2 separate regions of the Mus musculus genome follow, and region 2 is linked to region 1. Evidence: chromatin contacts called from public promoter capture Hi-C data. All regions are on one chromosome and are shown on one strand. Each heading gives the region's core, a stretch centred on a gene start, on an enhancer-like site or on the middle of the called end of the contact. The rest is flanking DNA. Distances are from core to core; before and after follow the strand shown.

Region 1 (4,759 bases), core at 596-3,095:
ACTAAATCCATGAGTCAAAATCTTTAACTGACCATGTTTGGGTGAAGAAGAAACATAAAATGCATATGACACAGACCTATGAAATATATACTTGTAGATCTCTGCCTTATTTAGTCATCATCAGTTCATGGAATCTACAGTATGGTATGATGAAAACAAAAAAAAAAAAAAAAGAAAAGCAAAGGAAAGGAAGGAAGAACAGTGAAGACATAAAAAAGCAGGCAAATAAAAGGTTGAATGAATGGGAAAAATGAGGTACAGACCCCCAAGTTGGTTGTGTTGGAATGGACTTGGTCCAACAGAACCACAACATGTGTGAAATTGTAGAATGTGGCAAAATAATTCTTACTATTGACATGTTATTCTTTTGGTAATAATTGAATAATTGTATTCTTCCTTATTTTGGGGGAGCATATATTACTTCAAACTGTAATAAAATTTCAGCCATTAACATTAAAAAAAAACCTGTGCAACCTAGAATGACAAACATGGTATACATCGGAACCAGTTAATATGAATTTCTGCTTCTTCAAGGAAAGAAAGTTGGGGTAAATGGATTCATTCTGGTCTGTACTTTGTCAGAAGGTTGGTCACTTGTGAAATGGATGACATAAGAAGGTCATCTTTGTTGTTTTCCTTCAGCTACATAGATCACGCTTACAAGAGAATAGCATAAACACATTTGTATCTCCTCAGATTTCAGTCAAGTGTGCAAATTCTAAATTTGAAAGTTGAGTATTAGGATACAGGAAGGCATCAGAGATGGAATAGAAGAAACTTGCAGAAGTTATTTTTGTTTGATGAACTGGTTGTAGATGGAAAGTAATATTCTTAGGGAAGATTAGCATCAGAGAATACTCATGCTCCTGTAGATCTCTCGGCATCTGAGTACATACCCACACTTATAAGTTGGATGATTGTGTATTAAAAAGAGATCAAATGTAATGCCCAATTACTATTAGTTATAGATATTGTGAGTAACCCTAATGTAGTGAATGAAATGGTTGTATTTTTAACATAGTAAATGACATATGACTATTAAGATAATGTTTACAAAATAATGAAATGTTAATAACAAGTCTATAAGATCTCATATGTACATCATTCCCAAGTACACAGTGTGCTTCTCTGCATAAAAAAATCACATATGTAATTACGTACAAAAGAATGATTTGTAATATATCTAGATTTTGAATGCTTCTTTTCTAAAATAATCTCCTTTTAGAATTTCTTTACCATTATGATAATTTAAGACGAGGCATATTATTAGGTAAATACGTTCATGAAACTGGACACAAATATGCCTTTTGATAATACAAGTGCATTGTTTGTAGGTTGTGATAAGCATAAATATATAAACTAATGTGCAAAAATTTTAAAATATGCATAACTCCTCAGGATATTGTCACAGGAATATTACAAAGGTTCAGCTCTGTGATATATTTGACAGTCCATGACGACATGCAGCTGTCCATAGGAAAAAAAATGGATGCTTTATTACAGGTATCATTAGTCATATTCATTCTAAAAGGCTCAGGCATTACTGGACAGTTTTCTCTGTTTTTAATCAGAGCCAGTAACTAAAGAATAACTACATAACATTTTCTTTCACCTTCTATTTCTTCATTATTATTATTGCCGATGCAACAGGCAGGGAGGGGGGAGAAGAGATGGAGGATCTTTGTTGGAAAAATCTCCCTGGTAACAACAGGCTTATGCCTCTTTTATCATTTTTGAGATCTCTCTCCTGATTGGTCCAAAACCTTTTCTCTATTTTTCTATATATACTCAGCCAGTCGGAGTCAAGCAGAGCTGAAGAAATTTATTCACAAAGAAAATATTCCAGTAACGTTCCTGGTTGATGTTTAACACGCAGCTTATACCAGTCTCTTGTTGTAGATTGACAACAAGCTGCTTTTTCTAGAAGGAGGATTGCTTGGGAAACCTTCAGATGAAAATGAAAAGAAAACGTCACCATGGCCAGGTAAATTGCTGATTCTTCACATTCCTGCTCTGAATGAAACTGCTTCTGTATGTTGTGCAAGATATTTGTTATTGCTTCTGGTCATTGCGTCGGTTTTAATATCTATCATTCAGGACTCGGCCTTGTGGTCCTGCTTCATCTGCAAGGATAGTGTATTACATCATCCTTCTCACCTGACAGAGACAGGAGGCCTATTGCTCCTTAATCTGAGTTGAGGGACCACATCTGCAAAAGGTTTTTATATTAGGACAGCAGTTCTCACCTGTCAAGATGAAAATCTTTCCAATATTATTAACATCACCTTATTTAGTATGCTATTGCCCTCTGAGAGTACTAAAACCCCAAATCCTGCAAGTCACTTTCTCTATGATATTGTTAATATTCACAGTCTCAGATGATTTATATTACATTTAAACCCAAATTCTCGCATAAGGTTTGCATTGTTATTGTTGGGTACAAGCATAGTTTTATATATATATATATATATATATGTGTGTGTGTGTGTGTGTGTGTGTGTGTGTGTGTATAGATGCATATATATAGTGTTTATATATATATATATATATATATATATATATATATATATAATATATATATATGCATACTTCATTCTTTTCAGACAGTTAAAGCAGAGTATGCATATAGTCTAATGAAAAATCTTAAGATACCAAAATGTTTTTTGTTTTTGTTTTTGACTTTGAATCATAGTGTACCAAGGTTTACAGCCACTGCCCAGTTTCCCTGAGTTCTAATAGCTATGATATTTTAAATAGATTGCTTTGAGACAATTTCTGTTTAGGGATGACAAAGCATTTTTTTCAATTGTGGTTAATAGATATGATCCTGTGCCTTTTTTGTGTTCTGTAGTATTTTTTTTAATTCAAGTATTGTTTTTTGTACATAATCTAGGTGTCTCAATTGCATATAATTTTATTTAAATGTTGATATGTGAAAGAATTAATTGGTGCTAATCATTTGAATCTATCATAGTATATCATACCTGGCTTATATTTAATGTTAATATCTCATTAGTTACTAACATTAAATATAATTACTAACATTTGTTTAGCACAGATATTATTCTTATCAAAATCTTTACTAAATTATCATCTTTATTGTACTAGTAAATATGTATGTAGCTAAAGGATTGTGACTCAGCAATTTTTCTTATTTTTCTGTACATCATTTCTATTATTTTACTTCTCTGTATTTAATATAGTGATAAATTTTGAGGATTTATCTGCTTTTGAGGCTCATTCAAGAGAAATATGTATCTGAATAATCAAGCATGGATATTTTGTTGAAAATGAGTAAAGACAGAGGTTGTAGAAGAATATTTAAATTGTGAATGGCAGTGATAGAAGTGGGAGGCCTTCATAGTAGTTTTGACTGCAGATTCCTCAGAGGAAGTCTTCTAAGTGAATTAAATTTGTTATAACATTTATTGTGTACATTACTGGACTGAATTAAAAGGAAGATTCTGTTTCTCAGGATGCTGGTAATTTTGGATAAGGGGCATGGGATATGTAAATATAGGAATTGCCAAAAATATACCCTCCCTGTGTGATAGGTCATATAACCTTTATAGGTACCACTATGATACCACCAAGCTCAAATCCTGGTCAATTTGCAATTTTGCATGTTTCACAGTTAGAAGTGTCAGTCAATGTATATATATGCCAAAAAGTTCAATAAAGACATGGCAATTTTAGTTTGAAATAAAGATCTTATTGGATTAAATGTCCATTCTCACAGAGGCAATAATTGGAATTGTATGGGTCACTTATACAAATATCAGAGAAACAAGTATCATATTTTCCAGTGAAGAAAGACCTGATATTGATAGGTTAAATGTAATACCAGGTATTCCATGTCTACTAATTCAGTTGTCCATTCCTTAATATTCATTATTTGCTTTAACTTTGCTTTGTACTAAAAAAAATAATCCAACAGATTTTTAATAAGAATTTTCCATAGACAATGGTATGAAAAATGTGCTTCTGTGTTCAGTAAAACACTGTAGCGTGAATATCCTAATTCAGCTATTTAAAATTATATAGTAGTCAGAAACACTTGAGAAAAGAGGGAGCTGAAAAGGAAAGAAGTGATATAGGAATAGGTAAATGTACTGTCTAGTCCTGTATTTCCAGGCAAGCAGCAGGCATCTACGGTAATCACCTGTGCCACCTGGCAAATAGATACCCTAGACTGGCTTGAAGTTTGTTTACATGTGCTCACTAAATTATAAGAAGAGGCAGGAGATCCTCATTCTAATATCCACATGATCATACATTTTACTGTAGGTAAATCTAAACTTACTGAGTATTACCACTTAAGAGGCTAGAAAATATATGCAAAGCATGAGTATTGGAGCATGGCTCTGCCATTTGCTTACTGGGTAATGATTTTCTGGGTAGCCTTTTTCTGAGTACACACAGCTCTGAAAATAATCAATTAAAATGATCTGTGTGTTTTCCCAATAAACTCACCAATTGACTAGGATGAACCTTGGCATATATCTGTATTGACTTATTATTTGAATGTTAAATGGCCAAGGAGTCTTAGGTAATTTCATCTCTTTTTTTCTGGAAATATAGTTTTTTAAATTGTTTTCCTTCATTTTGCAATAGTAAAAGTGTTTTATTTCCCATTTCTGTCTCCTACCTTCCAATATAATATTCTGACCTCCGTTTCAAATACATTGCTTGTTTTTATTTAATTCTGATTAAATGCATATATTGTATGTAAGTTCATGTTTATTCTTTTTTATCTTTT
Region 2 (4,759 bases), core at 640-3,139, 1.0 Mb before region 1:
CCATGTTATGTGATAATGAGCTTTTTTGTTGTTGTTGTTATACCTTTTATGTGACAAATTGATTAAAGCACTGCAAGTTTCTTCTGAGTGGTCGTGTGGTCTCCCACTGTGTTAGGACACCGTGTTTGCTTATGCTGCACACAGGGAGAATCTTTCTCATCCCCACCCATTCCCACTCCCCCTTTCATCAAAAATAAATGCCTCCTCCCCCCCCCCAAGAAATTATTTCACAGTATCTTTAATGCTCATTTTAACGTTTATTTATGGTGGGGTTGCATACATGTTTTGTAAAGGGTGCTAAGTGCCTACACTGAGAACAGTCCAGTTCAAATCAGTCCATTCCACATGGATGCTTCCTGTGCCAGTTGAAGTCATATGGAGAAAGGCCTTGACCTTTCTCTTGCTCAGGTCTGCGTTGCTGTTAAGTCCTGCTAACTCTCCAGGGCCTTCTTTGTCGATACAGATCATCAGTCCCATACAAAGAACAAGATACAGAACACCTCAATGTATTTCACAAGTTTAGCACAGCACATCTCTTGTACAAAAATGCACGAAAGCACAAAAGTGAAAGTACCAAATACTTATCACACATGCATCAATCTTAAACACTACACGAGTACACAAATGAATAGCATTACAAGGTACAAAAGCACTGTATGGAAAACTTAAAAATTATACATGAAATACTGCACTGTGGATTTGGGATACTCTAATGACTCAACCCCACCCTTACACAGCCCTAGTATGGGTCAGAAACTATCAGTGTGCCCCTGGACCTTTTTAGTCCTCAGAGACACTGCTGCGGGGGGCCTGGGCAGCAAGATTAGCCTCCCGCAGAGCTCTGGCCTGCTCCAGAGCCTCCCTGTATCGGGAAGGCCACGCCTGGGGATCTTTCTTGAAGACTCTGGCCAGGAACTCCATGATCTGCATCTTGGTGATTTCACGGTTAGCTCTGGACCCCCAGAAGAACTCGTACTCGGGAGGCTCGATGTGGGGCACACGCTGGTACTTCAGGTAATTCTGCTGGACGAACTCCTCGGTGATTATCTTCCTCACGTCTCCGAAGGTGGAGTGCTTCTTCCAGGGCCTCAGCCCCAGGATGCGCAGCACATTCCAGACCGCACCCTCTCTGGCCCCGCGGCCCTTCACATAGATGAGGCTCAGGATCATGAGCAGGAGGCCTGTCATGGGCATACGGTTGTTGAGCGCCACCCTGTCTAGCTCCTCTGGGCTGAGGGCTTTGACCAGGGCAAACTCCATGGTGTGGAGATTGGTCAGCCTCAGGTGCAGCCCGAACACTCTGGCGAGGATGACGCTGGTGCGCCTGAGGATGCTTCTGCACCATTTCTTGTAGCTGCCCATGACCTCTTTCACCATGTCTGGAAACCAGAGGACCATCCTCTTCTGGTCCTTCACCAACACGTACCACATGAGCTCGTGCGCCTTCTGCACCAGCTGGGCAGGGGCTGGCGGTGCTGGGATCGGCCGGGCTGGACTCTGGGGCTGGTGGGCGCGGCCCTCCTCTGCGGCCTGCTGCAGGATTTTAGGGTCAACATCTTCTATCCGTTCTTCGGGCGGTGGCGAGGCCTGTTGGGCTGCCATAGGGCCTTCGGGAGCGCACGGTGGCCCTGCGAGGTTAGCGGCCAGAGAAGCGGGAGGAGGGATCCCCACCGGAACGGCATCGCTGTCCTGCATCTCACAGTCGGGGACCTCGGCTGCAAAGTTAGGGTCGCTCAGGTCCTTACTTTGTTCCGACATGTCTGCGCCTTCGGATCAGAGCAGGACCGATGCGGCTTGGAGCTCTTGGAGCGGGCACTCCCTCGGTGGAGACCAGCAGAGGAAGTGCGCTTTACTGAGCACTGCGCCTTCCGCAGCAGCGGGCGGGCGGGGCTGATGCGATATTGCGCATGCGTGTTGGGAAGCCAGAAGGGTGGTAGGGCTGGAAAGGAGCGAAGCAGCAAAGCCCAACCACTGGGGTCTAAGGGAGGGTACCACTAGGCTTATGTAAAAGATTTCCTGGTCTCCTGTATGGCACAGAACTAGATGATGGTAGGGAAAGAAACAAGTTGAAGGAGAAAGATGTAGCTGAGATGGTGAAGTTAAGTTCGGACACACTGAGTTTGTGCAAAATCAAATTAAATGTGAAGGTCCTGGAGAAAGACTTAATTCTTGATTTTGGTTTTTCTACAAAAGAATAAGAGAAACAGAAATGACTTTTTTTTCTTTTTTCTTTTGGAAAGCTGTACCTTATGATGATGATGAGTTGTTTAAGATTGGAATATTGAGAAATTATTAATAGAGATAAATTCTTACATATCTGAATGCAGATCAAACAAGGAAGAATGTAAAGTGTAGTTACAGACACTGGAGATAAATCCATGTGAGATTTGAATGTTCTAGAAGTAGTAGATTCATATAGCATAATTGATGGGAGTTTAAAATTTTAATTAAAATGAGACTTGGTTCAGTGGTTAAGAGCTTTTGCAGTTCAAGCATGAGAACCAGAATTTAAATCCCCCAGGCCCCACATGAAAATGAGGGATATATAAAATATATATATATGCATTCATTCATCATTGGATGCTCAGTTTGTTGGTTTTGAATTATTTTAATAACTATAGATTTGGGCTCTCCATTTCTATTAGGTCACTTTGTTTTCATCTAAAGCTTCCGTTAAGATTCTAGTGGAAAATGATCAACATATTTATTAATACACATTTTATGACAGTGTATTTTTCATATTTTCCCACTACCTTTTTGCCCTGCTCACTGCATCTTCTGCGTTTATAAGAAATCTTCTACTTCTTAAATTATGTCATTCACAAATGACTAATTCCATGTTGGGAGCACATCCAAATCTTTCCCAATATATTTTAAATGCAGCTCTTTTCGATACCTAACAGTCTCTCATGAATAAGATGCAACATATTGGTGTCCAAAAATAAAAAGGTAGATCGAGAGGTCATCTAAAGCTGATATTTCCTCAAACTCTCCTTTATACAATGACCATTGTTGAAGCTTCCAAAGCCAGAAGTCCTTAGATTTGATCATCTTTCTTGTTCTGAAATAATGGAATTCCTTAGCCCTTCTCATCACTTAAAGCGGACAGATTTAAGATATCATGTTGGCATTCCTAGGTTCTAAAATATGTTTGTTTAGATATAACAGCTATCTTTTACCCAGAATAGTTATGGCAAGAAGCGATTCAGAGTTTTCCAGATTTGAGAATATTTGCACATGTACAATAACTTGTTTTAAACTCCAGCCTAGACGTGTTATTAGTTTGCTTCTTATTGACATTTTTGAAGGCAACACTTTCTCTCAGTTGTGATCTACTCCGCGAGCTCTGATGTGGAATTTTTCACTTGTGACATCCTGCATATCCTGGAAAAAGTTTCAGATTGTATATATTTGAGATTTTATGTGTTTGGGCTAAAAGTGCTCTAGTTCTCTGATGCTCATTAATTGGAACTGTTTTTCTGCAAGTGGGTTGAGTTTGAAGAATTTTCTGCACTAGATCACTATGTTTATATATACAGTGTATTTACCATCTTGTACTCAATGGATTCATGAAAACAAGTCACAAGTATGGGGCTGACAATCTTGAAGTTGTTTTTTGTTCAGGGAGGATACCAGAGATGGGACCAGAGAGCTACCTGGGCATCAGCTACTGAATAAGATGAGCTATATAGTTGAATTCCTAGCTGGAACTCAAGCTGAAGAAGCTGTTAGCATGATAGTAGGCAGAACCCCTACTGAAGCTCACTAGACACATTCCTACAGATAAGAAAGTTGCTTAATGCTGAACCAGAGACTATAGATTAGGACCACACTCATAGATAGTGCTTCAAGAATTCAAGCCACGGAATTAATGTTCAACTTAAAAGGAGCCCAGTATAAACTGTGGTGCTGCTTAACCTCAGAGATCCAAAGCACCCCTACAGATAATGGTTTCATCTATTCAAAGAAATCCTTCTGAAGAAGATCAACACACTATTATAGAGAGAAGGAAGAGAATTTGGGATAATGTTTAATCACAGAGCACAGACTTTAAGCAGAGAGCACATTTAGCATGAAAGCTTGGGAGTTGATAGCTACACAATATATTGCTTACTCCTATAGAGACTGGACAGACATTACATAAAAAGGAATGAAAGGGAAGTAACATTAAGTAAAGGAAAATAAACCAGTACTGGGGTGTTGTCCATGACTACTCTAAATCCAAGGGATATTGGGACTAGAGTTCTAAGAATGTTGGGAATAATTTAGACTTGGGGGTTATCTTTACATTCAGTTTAAGAGGAGATAGAAAATAAGATACTACACTAGAATTTAAGACGAAAATGCAGGAAACTTACATTAATGGCTCCCAGAAAAGATTCAAGAAGAGATTCAGAAATAGAAAATGGAGACATTATGTCTTCAGATCTTTTGGAAAGGACATTTTTTTCCAATGGGTTTCCTCAGACTGTAATATGGAACAGATTATACAGCTGTGGAATAGGCTGTTCTTGGCAGACTCCTCTGAAGAGGCCTCTTCTGGCACTGGCTTCCATAGAGAGCTGAGGAAGGAGGGGTCATCCTGGAGCCTCCTGAGGATACTACACATGCTCTCAGGGCAGGGTCCTTGGATGAAACGTGAATTTTTCCTGGCTCTTTCTTGTCTACATAGGCAGTGACCTTTCTCTTGAAGCCCCCAAATGGGCCCCACATGCCTTTTCAGGCCAAAAACTGAAACAGAAAACTGATTTTAATATTT

The links. Promoter capture Hi-C pulls out the DNA fragments that hold promoters and counts their contacts.
Region 2: a promoter capture Hi-C map of liver shows a contact between it and region 1, with 4 times the contacts expected there. The contact joins the promoter of Ndn here to the promoter of A230006K03Rik in region 1. A contact is called at or near these places in 2 of 39 promoter capture datasets (hippocampal neurons and liver).

The regions. Positions count from the first base shown.
Region 1 is chr7:61,308,735-61,313,493 of GRCm38.p6, reverse strand. It overlaps A230006K03Rik (RIKEN cDNA A230006K03 gene), which reads left to right and starts at 1,845. Exons shown (of 11, transcript NR_169189.1): 1 at 1,845-1,984.
Region 2 is chr7:62,345,407-62,350,165 of GRCm38.p6, reverse strand. It overlaps Ndn (necdin), which reads right to left and starts at 1,889. Exons shown (of 1, transcript NM_010882.3): 1 at 238-1,889. The coding sequence starts at 1,758. The coding sequence ends at 781. All of the region lies in intron 1 of Gm32061 (predicted gene, 32061), which reads left to right.